2 separate regions of the Mus musculus genome follow, and region 2 is linked to region 1. The links are chromatin contacts, called in public promoter capture Hi-C maps. All regions are on one chromosome and are shown on one strand. Each heading gives the region's core, a stretch centred on a gene start, on an enhancer-like site or on the middle of the called end of the contact. The rest is flanking DNA. Distances are from core to core; before and after follow the strand shown. Region 1 overlaps 1700020N01Rik (RIKEN cDNA 1700020N01 gene). Region 2 overlaps Sgk1 (serum/glucocorticoid regulated kinase 1).

Region 1 (5,856 bases), core at 2,536-5,035:
TTCTCTAAGTTTTAAACAAATCATTTTGTATGTTTAGCTCACATATATCTTCGCCTTACTATTGAAGTAGATCTCCACAGCTTTGTCCTTTCTGTTTTTACTCTGGGCTATTTACTGATCATCTCCAAACTGCTATTTTATAACTTATAAAATGACAGGAAGAGAACAGCTGTCAACACACACCATGTAGGATCTCCCATGAAGGGACCTGTCCTGCAGAAGTGACCTTTTCTATACTCTATTAATTCTATTCTATTATTAGCCTTTAGATCAAAGTACAGTATGGCAAGATACTGGATTTGTAGCCAGACCTATGTTCAGCTTTCAATCTTTCTGCCTTTAACTTGCCTGACTGGTTCCTTCACGAACAGTTACAGGAAAATGACTCAAACCACTAAAGCATTCGCAAGTTCAGGATTCTTACAAAGTCAAATGTATCCTTTCTATATAAACCAGCAACCAACTCATAATCTGACCCAGGAGTAATAAAGCTATGCACCCACCACCACTTCTGCTTGAAGCTAGAAATAACCCAACCTTTCTTTATTTAGTGAATGTCACCATATTCACTAATACCAGCACAATGGACTGCTGCTGAGGATGGGAAAGAAAGAATTGCTGATGCACACAATGCTATGGATGCAGTTCCCAGACAGACGCTCTATTGAACTAAAATAAGACAGAGTCCACACATACTTTATAATCTTTATGTTATATTTGGGCCAAGAAAGCTAAGCAGTAGTTGTCAGGGGCTGAATACAAAGGGTCACAAAAGGACATTTGAGCACGGGAACCTCCCCACGTGTGGATCGTAGTGGTGATTCCCCTACAGTAATAAGCACTAACCACAACTCAGACCTGTACGTGCAGACAATGGAGCAGACGGCATACAGATTGCACCTTATTAGGGAAACATTTCAGAGTTAAGGTTTGAGAATCAGATTGTGTTCAAACTGTAGCTCCCCAGCATTTTGGTTATAGGACCACAAGGCACAGAACCATTCCGAGTCTCATTTTCTTGACTTATAAAACAGAGCTAATAACTGTGGAGGCTGCTGGGAAAACATGAAGAAAATAATGCACCTCATTGTTTACCGTAATGCCAGACCATCAGAGAGCTCTATAAATGGACCTTATTGCTACCTTTCTCCCTCACTAAAGAGTTAGGAGACTGTTCAGGGGAAGAGATTTCTAAACAGAGTTGTATGGTTTCTCATTTAAATGGGAAATCAGAGCTTTACTGGAGAGCTTGTGAAGAATACTGGCGCCTTATATAAATGAAGACAGATCTTTCACTTCCTCAGCAGAATTTAATTTCCTCTATGAAGTCTTCTCAATTCCTTCTCTAAATATTGATGGATGGGCCCGAGGTCATATGTTTATCTTTCTGGAGCAAATACGGCCATGATGGATAAACTCGAGTTCCTGGAAAATAGAGAAAAATGTGAGCAAAGAGATAAATAACATGTAGAACCTGCACTCCCGTTCCTACAGTAGCATTTATCCATCTAGACAATGAAGGGCTATTTGCACCCAGTACTAATGGTCCCAGAAGCTAGAGACTCAGTAGTCACCAACAGAGGCAGGAAGATGTCATCCTCAGGGAGCTTGTGTGCCACATTCTGTCAGGGTCACTGAGCCAGCTCTCTGTGCCTCCCTCCCACGAAATTCAAATGGCATCTCTGTCTGCTGATCGTCAGGAAAAATCATGCTCACCGGCCCTGTGATGTATACTTAGAGGCTCTGGCACTGAGTTTTATGTGTACTTCTTTAATAGCTATTGATTGGTTTTGGTAGGAACGAGGGTTGAACCCAAGGCCTTGAATACACAAGGCAAATGTTCTACAGCTAAGCTACATCCCAAGTCTCTAGCTTTTTATTGTGAAATGATTGCTCAGACATTTCAGAGAAGAGACAGATGGTCTAGGGTACCCTTCAGCCAGCTGTCTCTAATTGCAAAATTTTATATAAGTCTCATTTATCAAGGCTAAGAAACAGATCTTAGTACACTATCATTGCCTGGAAGGCAGGCCATATTTAGATTTGAACCCACACTCCTTAATGATTAATCAAAACTCTTCAGCTCCTTAAGCTTTTAGTACCTTCTTAGTTTAAAAAAAAAGTTTTTTTTTTCTCTCTTAAGACTTGAAGATCAAGACCTTTTTATGGCTTGAATGTATTCCCCAAAAGTTCATGAGTGGAAAATTTATGTCAGTGTTACGTTGCTCTGATTCTCTATTTTCTCCTGACAATCAGTGTCTTCCCTAAAGTCACTTGATTTCTAGCCAGACAAGCCTAAGAATGGTCCATGACTTCAAGCTGTCCCGGCAAGCCAGCCCCCAGGTAGATGCTCCTCCTCTTACACTGTTGTGTTACTGTTAAGTCCTAACACTGGGGCACACGTAGCATTGGGTGCCTGCAATCCCGACACTTAGCTAAGGTGGGAGTGTGCTACCCTGGGCTACATAGTGGCACCTAGCCTCAAAAAAAAAGTACAATTTCAACCTTGCATCACACCCAAACTCTGCACTGGTTCTCCATCTAGAATGCTTAGCCCCGACCTTCAGCTGACCCCTGGCATCATTTTACAGCTCCCCCTGCTTGGCAGGCGATCTACCTACCGTGTCTTCTCCCATCGTGCTCTGTAGCAGTACCACACCCTTTCTGTTCTCATCTTTCTATCCACGCTACACAGTCACTGTATCCCCTTAAATAGCCAGGTCAGTGTAAAGGGGATGAAGCTGCTACAAGTAAGGATGGTGGTGTTGGTCTTCCACTATTCATGGCCCTATGCAGTGTCCTCTCTTCACCAGATTTCACAGTCACCACAGTACTCTAGGTATTAACAGGTGACTCTCAAAGTGAGGATATAAAAGAAGTGGAGGCATCTTGCCTTGTCAACTTAGGTTAGGAAGAGGCCATGAGGTCACATAAGCCATTCTGTATGGAGAACTTTATTTTTGGAGGGGCAGGGGGACAGGATCTCAATGTTAAGTTCAGGCTGGCATGAAATTCACTATGTAGACCAGGCTAGCTTCAAACTCACAGACACTTGCCTCACCGACACCTAACGGCTAGGACTCAAGGCATGCACCACCCTGACTGGTTTTACACAAGCCACTCCGTGGAGAAGACCACAGAGAGGAATGAGGACCCCTGGCACACACTAGTATACAAGGCAAGTGACAGAACCACCTTGAAAGGGGAACCCAGGAAAATCACTTAAAAAAAAAAAAGATTTATTTTATGTGTATGAATACACTGTACACTGGAGCTGTCTTCAGACACACCAGAAGAGGGCATCAGATCCCATTACAGATGGTTGTGAGCCACCATGTGGTTGCTGGGAATTAAACTCAGGACCTCTGGAAGAGCAGTCAGTGCTCTTAACCACTGAGCCATCTCTCTAGCCCCTGTATCCAAATTTCTAATTGAGATAGCTGTGTTCTGATAGAATTCTCATTTTATGATTGCTGTAATTCTATATGTGTGCACACAAACACAGACACACAGGCACTTACATATACACATATCAGAAACATGGGGAAATCTGGGGTGTGGGGTTCTCAGCACATGGCAACAGAACCTTGAGTTAGTCATCAGAGCTGTTTACAAATACTCCTGTTGCTCCTCTGGACACATCCTAGAAGTCAGCTGCCACACCCCTTTACTTTTAAACCAAAGTGTGGTCACTTGCTTTTGACAATGGCGTAGATGTGAAGAGACAGCGCATGTGCAATGCCTGGCAGTGTTCAAGCTAGCACACACTTCACTAAGTTTCCTTTTGACTCTGGGGCCCTGAGAGGCTGAGCAGAGTTTGCTGCTGATGTGCATGAGGCACGAACACAGGAGAATGAATGCTTGCTGTATAAAGACAATGAACTTAGAAAAAGCATACTGCTATCTAGCTTCTCCTAACAGACACCGCTATAATAATATCCTAGCTAATTAAGAGTACATCTCCTTAGGTTTAGAAGTCCCTGGTATCCTGTAAGGAATACTTGAGAGAGAGAGAGAGAGAGAGAGAGAGAGAGAGAGAGAGAGAGAGAGAGAGAGAGTGATGTCATCTACAGAGTTAAACAAGCATTTCTGATGTCTGTGTCATCCTGGGCATGAATTCCAGTGCTAGGAGAAGCAGCTGGAGATGCCTGCCTTTGTTTTCATTCTCTAAGTGGGAGATCAATAGTTGGCCGAGGACTGCACTTTCATTTTCAGTTTTAAAACTTGGACTAAATTTAGAGTATACTTTGAATCTCTGAGCATCCTCTGGACTACTAAAGGCTACAAACTAGGCAGAATACTACCTAAGTGTGAATGTTCAACATTACTTGAAAGATATAATAAAGTGTATGTTCTCTTGGTGGTGGTAAAATAAAATTATGAAATGTTTACAAGAAATTAACATCATTATATTTCTTCTCTCATCACTATATATTAACTAATAAGTATGTTATGACAGGTCACTATTGTTAATTTCCTATTAACCTAGGTAACTTGTATAGTGTTGACCTAGAAAAAAATGGCAGAATTCTATTTATGTTAAAATGGGTTTTTTTTAAGAGTTTTTGTATAGTATTACATAATTTTATATACCTGTGTGTGTGTGTGTGTGTGTGTGTGTGTGTGTGCGTGCGCACACACACATGTACGCATGTGTTCAAGTAAAGAAAGAAAGGTTAGGGGCTGGTGAGATGGCTCAGTGGGTTAGAGCACCCGATTGCTCTTCCGAAGGTCCAGAGTTCAAATCCCAGCAACCACATGGTGGCTCACAACCATCCGTAACAAGATCTGACTCCCTCTTCTGGAGTGTCTGAAGACAGCTACAGTGTACTTACATATAATAAATAAATAAATCTTTAAAAAAAAAAAAAAGAAAGAAAGGTTAGACAGGGTCTCACTATATAATCTAGGATGGCCTCAAATTCTCTTGCCTAACACATATTGCTGACAGATAAGATTATGATCTTGAGTCACCATGCCTAGCACACATCTTAAATAAAAGCCTTATGAAAACTTCTCAAGTGTTTCAACACTGTACCTGTTGACCTATTGCTACAGAGGGGAATTACAAAGGAAGGCAAACATGCTAAACAACAGAACAGGATACTGTGGGTGTCATCCATATGCCTATATCAGTCTCCTTATCTACATCTTTTTGGAAAACTTGCAAGACCCCTTAGAAACTCTTAGCACTCTGAAGACTCGCTGAGCTAGGCCTTGCTGGTTCAGACTGCTTGGTATAGTTTGCTTTTCTGTTGCTATGATGATGTACTGAGACCAAAAGCAACATGAGAAAGAAGTTTACTTGGCTCACACAGCACATGACAGTCCATCACAGAGTGGAGCCAAGGCAGGAGCTCAAGGCAGGAGCTTGAAGCACAAACCACAGAGCAGTGCAGCTTACTGGCTTGCTCTTCACAGCTTCCTCGTCATGCTTTTTGACACGAACCAAAGCCACCTACCCAGGGATGCCAGAGTCCACGGTGGACTGGACACTCCAACATCAAGAAAATTCTCTACAGACGTGCCACAGGCCAGTTTGATAGAGACAAGTTTTCAATTGAGATTCCTTCTTCCCAGGTGAGTCTAGCTGATGAAGACTTATCAACACACTGCAGTAATACAGTTATAATACAGATACTTGAAGAGAAGATACTCATTTCTCAAAGTTTTGGGGTTGGAAATCCAGGATCATGGTGTTGCCATGGTCAGGTTCTGGTGACTAATTCCTTTCTGACTTTTAAGCAGCTGTCGAAAAACTGTATATACAAATAGTTTTTCTTTGATGGGTATGTGGAGACAGAAAACCTCTTGTCTCTTTAAGCCAACTGATCCAACCATGAAAGCAACATCCTT
Region 2 (5,998 bases), core at 2,655-5,154, 350 kb before region 1:
CATGCCTTGCTGAGATAGAGCAAAGTTCTTTCCTGCATTCCAAATCCTGGCTTTAGAATTCCACTGGTTTTCCCAGCGTTTGTTTGTTTGTTTGTTTGTTTGTTTGTTTGTTTTTGAGATGGGGTCTCACATAGCACAGGCTGGCCTTAAGCCCACTGTATAGGTTAAAATGGCTCTGAATGCCAGTCATGCTGCCTCTGACTTCTTAGCGCTAGGAAAACATGGCCTTACCACCACACCTAGCCCAGAACCCAACACTCCCTATTAAGGATGCTAAAAAGTCAAGAAAAATGTGTTCCTGTCTTTCTGGTTCTGGTAGCCAAGAGTACACGGAAGAATATGGGGTTCCACATGCAAGGAATAATGTGGGAGAGGTTGCTTCAGTCCAAAGGAAAACCTAGAATCTGAGTTTACAACCTTCCCCTGTCAATTCCTTGTTTAACAGCTTAAACATTAAAAGCCAAAACAAAAAAACAAAGTGAGCTATTTTATCTAAATGAACAGGCAACACCTAGTGTGATCTCCGGCTGCAGGACTTGGGTCCCACAGCATGTGTCACAGTGTGCCTGTCTGTGTCTCCAGGATCCTTGTCACTCTTGTGTTTGGAGCCCTAGATAATAAGGCTCAATAAATGATGAAACTTTAAATTTCAAGAGAAAAACCCCACTAAAGGTCCAGTAAGGAACAACATAGTGAAAGCATCAATAAAGCAAAGTATAGGGCTCTTTTGCTCACAGCAAAGGGAAATGTGGGAACTGTCCTATAAAAGCACAATTCTTCCTCCACACATACACACTGCCCACTAAGAACATGTTGCACCATTAACTCTGTTGCATTACCTCCTTGAATACATGCATTGCTCACAGTCTATTATTACAGTTCCGTTCTTGCTAGTGGAAGAAATGAAATCACCCAGGGGGTAGATAGTGGCAGGAAGCTGCTGAGGCGGAAGTCCGGAATCTGTGGCAGAGGCAGGAGGTCTTATTCTCAAGTTCACCACTTGAACCACAGCAAGTAATGCAGAACTCAACTTGGCTGCTTCCTGCTACTCTGGGCATGGCCCACTGAAAGAGACATGCTTCAGGAAAAGGAGAGTGCCTGTGGCTAGCAGTTTCCAAATGTACCATGTTATCTGAACGTGCCAGCCCATGCCTGTAATGCCAGTACTTGGAAGACTGAGGCTGGAGATCGTCATGACTTTGGATCAGTTTGAGACCTTGGATGACAGTAGGACCTTGTCTTACAGGCACACACACACACACACACACACACACACACACACACACACACACACACACACTCGCACGCAGGTGGAAGTGATGGATGTCTGTTTTGAAACGTTTGAGTCATAGAAATAGATGGTATAGGAGCAGCATATGAAAAGTGGAACACACCTCTGTCCTTCTGATGGATTTTCTTCACAAAATCTTCAAAATGAAGCACACTCCTCCACTTCAAGTTTTGGTGAAGGCTAACCAAATTAATTTGTCCAACATACGTTTAGTTGTGCCTGTGCCATATGCAAAGAACTCTTAGGAACTGAATACCCTGGGGATTATCTTAAAGGGAAGTGGGAGATAGCTAAAAACTTGGTGATTCTAACTTAAGACGTCCATCTTTCCTCCCCTCTCTTTTCATGATGCTTTGTTGTACTTGGCAAAGGGAACACTGAGTTTGCAAGGAGCCTTTCACTTGTCAGCGTTAAAAAACTCCCCGTTATGCATTAAGTTAATCAATCAAGACTATCAGCGGCTATTGTCATATTGAGGTCATCGGTGGTCAAATTTCAACTTCTACAAAGCAAAGTAGTCTGAATCAGAGTTGATAAGAGAACTGATTTTGTGGCTGAGGTATGCTCCGCCTCCTGTGTGTGATAGGGTGTTGACAGCTCCCGGTGTGTGGGGCTCACACAGGAAGCCACACCTGTGAGCCCCAGAGTGTCATAGCTACAGAGTGCTTGGGAGCTGCTGTCTGCACTCTGCAGTCCACCCCACATTCTTCTCTAGATTTTTCCATTCTTTCCACCCCCTCTTCAACAGTGTTCCCTGTACTGTGAAGGGCATGTTAGAGACACCCCATTACAGCTGGGCATTCAACATTCATTTATATGTGTACCTTGACCAGTCACCGCTGATCACTGCAGAACAGAACCTCTCTGACCAATGCCAATAGTAGTAGCACTCTATGGCCACAAACACAGTTATAGAGAAGGCAATTTGGGAGGCATATCATGTCCACTTAGAAAATATAAAAACTCTCTCACTAGGCCAAATAACCTCACAAGCCACAGGCTTTCAACTAGGTTTATAATACCAGAAGTCAGTTTCTTCTTATGGACCCAGGACCAAATCCAATCAAAGAACAGCTGGTTACCCCCATAACAAACCTGACTAACACATTGCACCAGCAGGCTCACCTTGAACAACGCGTCCACAGCTGAGTAAGACTTACTGAGAATCCTCCCCTGGCAGCCTGCATAGCACCTTCTGGAATTCTGAGGGCTGACCAGCAAGGAGGAAAATTCCAGTCCAGTTCCAGCTTGACTTTCCCTGTCCTATGATCAAGGCATGTGGTGTCTTATCAATGGGGTATTACCGTCTAGTTCTGGTCAGCAAATAGCAGCTTGGACAGTTGCCTGTGTTACTTTGGGCTCTGCAAGGTCTTTCCTGGCTAATAACTTATAGCAAGGCAGCCCACATCTGGAACTGAGATTTCCATTTAATAATACATTAATTTTTTTCCATCTATACAAAGTAACTCGATGCACTCTTTTTGAGGAACTTTATTGTTTGATTTAATTACCAAGTGTATTTTTTTCTGGTTTTTCTTACACATCACTACTGTGGATTACGTCTCTCCTCTACACCCCCCCCCCATCACCCTGGCTCCCCTTCCCAACGCGTTCCCTCCCACCCAGGGGGCCCCTCTTCCATTTTCATGTCACATTTATTCTACAGCCAACACAGACACATACATACACACATACTATCACACATGGAAGCACACACGTAACCACACAGAGACACACAAACATAGAAACACATGCAAACCACACACATAGAATTCTGAAACAAAATAGAACATTAACTTTTCTCCTCAGGAAAAAAATACCCTCAGTTTTGACTGTGGCTCTTAAATTTTCCCTTCAAAATAATCTAGCTGTGCCCAGAAGTTTATGTCTATAATCCCAGAGATTGGGAAGCCTACACAGGACAATGGCCGGGCGTTTGAACATAGCCTGGATGACACAACAACACCCTGTCTCAAACAGCAAACAAATGAGCACTCGAAACTAAATCTAGACATTTTGACAGATGTAAGGGTTAAAGCAGCTTGTGATAAGCAGACTTGAAGAAATGCAGGAAGAGTTTCAGGGAGCCATTCTCTTACCTGGCAAGCAAGTGCCCGGATAAAAGTGTGGTCCTCAAGGCTGCTCTATGGTTTGATCATTGCCTATCGTCACTGGCTTCTCAGCACAGAGAACGCTATCATAGTTGCCAATAGTAGCACTGGGGAAAGCACACTGTGAACTTGGAGGGAGACTCACTCTGTGTCGAAATCCTAATTTATAGTCTATTCCAGACCACAGGGCCGGCAACTTAAAACCAATGTGTACAAAAAAAGCAAATGGTGCGCACAAGTTTCAGTCTACCGTGACAGCAGAAAGGAGTTTGAACTTGTGTAGCCTGTTCGCTCGTCTGAGTGAATGCTGAGAAGGTGTGAAGGACTCCAGCCCCAGAGAAGAGGGTGGACTTGAAAGCGGGCTGATTCGATTCTTCATTTCTACTCCTCTTTCTCCCTCTCCCTCCCTCCCCTTCTACCGTCTTCCCATCCTTCCTTCTTCCTGAGATGATTTGCTCTTACCATGAGGTCACGCTGCCCTCAAGCTTGTGGTAACTGACCCCCTGCCTGCAGGGATTACCACATGACCCTCAACATGTGGCTCTCTTCCTTACACTCCGTGTGAAGACTGAAGCACTTATAAATCCTAAACGTAACACCGAGACAAAACAGTACGTTTGTGTCTCTCCAGCAGCTGCACATGGCAGAGAACATGCCAGTCTTCCTCTCGCAAAGAATGCTGGGCGGGAAAATGTTCCTACCAGACTTCAGGGTGAGCTGATCCTCAGAAACTCATTATTCTTTATAAAATAATATTTGAATGGGTGTGGTGACACACGCCTTTATTCCCAGCACTTGAGAGGCAGAGACAGGCGTATCTCTTGAGTTGGCAGCAACTGTTCTATATAGCAATTTCCAGAACAGGACTACACAGAGAAACCCTGTCTGGGTAACAAACAAACAAGAGACTATGTAGTTTATTTAGGCTTATTGTATCTGTGACGGCTACTCTTGGTTGTCAACTTGACTACATCTGGGATGAACTGCAATTCAGAAATGAAGGGCACACCGGTGAAATATTTTTGCTTTGTTTGAAGTGGTTGGATCCACGTCTTGTCTAGATATCTAAGGTAGGAAGACACATACATGCCTTTCATTCAGATCTCGAGGACATGAGAAAAGGAAGCTTTTGCTCTGTGTCTGATTGCTTCTGTCTTTCTAGCAGGTCCATGCCTCCACTGGCATTAGAGCCTACCTCTTTGGGATTCTAGTGGCTACTGAAGACCAGCTGAGACAGCCAGCCTCATGGCCTAAGCAACTTCTGGATTCTTGGACTTCCCATTCATTGATTCTGCCTCTATAGACAACCCTGACTAATATAGCACTCAAAATTGGGGACAAATATAAAGATTAAAAGTAAGCAGGTGAATAAATAAATAAATCTCACTAGGGATATAGCTCTGTGTAAGAACACTTAATACACTTGATACACAAAGCCCTAAGTTCAGTCCCTAGTGCAAGCACACACACACACACACACACACACACACACACACATATCAGATGTAAAGAAAAAGAGAGAAGAGGCAAGCATGGTGTCTCAAATCCTGGAAGTTGTGGTAGGAAGATTTTGACGAGCTAAAGACTGTACTCTTAGCGGGAGTTCAAGGCTAGCCTGGGCTACAGGATAACTTTTTCATTCTCTTTCTTTTCCTCAAAACAAACAAACAAACAAACAAATAGTAAATTTTTTTAAAGAAATGAATAAATCACATGTATCTAACAACGAAACTTTAAAATATATGTGGCGCTCTCCAGAACTTGTATAGAAGCCAGATGTGGTGCAGATGTGGTGCTGACCTTGGGTTCCTGCTGATAGGGTGTCAGAGACAATGGATGGAGCCCTGGGGCTTGCTTAGCCTAGGCTCCTTGATGAATTCTAGGTCACATAGAGACCTTGTCTCAAGAAAAAGTTAGATGCTGTCTGAGGAATGACACAACTTGTCCTCTGTCCTCTGAAAGTACCCAAATACAATACATATTTCTCTCTCTCCCTCTCCCTCTCTCTCTCTCTCTCTCTCTCTCTCTCTCTCACACACACACACACACACACACACACACAAACACACACATACAGAATTTGTGTGACAAAAACTGACTAAATTAAGCATCCATGGGACAATTCCAGTACCATACCTGGAGATTTAAATGCTCCAGTAACTGCATGAATGACTATGTCAGGGAGGAGGTGCTACAAGAGAGACCCTGTTATACCCCTCAAGTCACACAAAAAATTTCAAAGTGAGCAGACACGACAGACTTCTTGTTTTATCTCTGAGACAGAGATTTGCCCTGACCCCAGGCTGGCCTTCAACTCACAATCCCACTGTCTCAGACATGTTCTGATGTTCTGCATTCAGTGTTCTTCCATCATAATACCTCTGCCATCTACAAGTAGCCCAGGTCTCTGTGCCTGTCCCAGCTGAGGCCCCTCTCCTTGTGTTCTCTCCACACCACATCAAGCATCATTCACACCAAGGCTTTGCTCCTCCATCATACATAGTGTGGATCTTAGCAGTCTCAGCCGGCAGACGGTTTGTTTATTAAGCTGTTGCTTTGCTAATGGCCTGAAGGACGGCGAAGGCAGGCGAGGCAC

The links. Capture Hi-C pulls out chosen DNA fragments and counts their contacts.
Region 2: a contact with region 1 is called in a promoter capture Hi-C map of adipose tissue. The contact joins two enhancer-like sites. A contact is called at or near these places in 12 of 484 Hi-C or Micro-C datasets (B cells, the C10 cell line, bone marrow-derived dendritic cells and 9 more), 5 of 115 datasets of contacts at active chromatin or transcription factors (embryonic stem cells and microglia) and 3 of 9 other capture datasets (adipose tissue, liver and pancreatic islet).

What each region holds. Positions count from the first base shown.
Region 1 is chr10:21,617,215-21,623,070 of GRCm38.p6, reverse strand. It overlaps 1700020N01Rik (RIKEN cDNA 1700020N01 gene), which reads right to left. Exons shown (of 3, transcript NR_027968.1): 3 at 696-1,425. Among named protein-coding and RNA genes, the nearest start is that of 1700020N01Rik, 27 kb to the right of the region's middle. RefSeq lists an enhancer at 1-2,370. Within about 2 kb of position 3,785, at least 53 of the 459 cell types and tissues checked have an H3K27ac peak or open chromatin away from gene starts, as enhancers often do. A contact at or near this core is called in adipose tissue, where this site is marked.
Region 2 is chr10:21,971,452-21,977,449 of GRCm38.p6, reverse strand. All of the region lies in intron 3 of Sgk1 (serum/glucocorticoid regulated kinase 1), which reads right to left. Among named protein-coding and RNA genes, the nearest start is that of Gm34267, 84 kb to the left of the region's middle. Within about 2 kb of position 3,904, at least 7 of the 459 cell types and tissues checked have an H3K27ac peak or open chromatin away from gene starts, as enhancers often do. A contact at or near this core is called in adipose tissue, where this site is marked.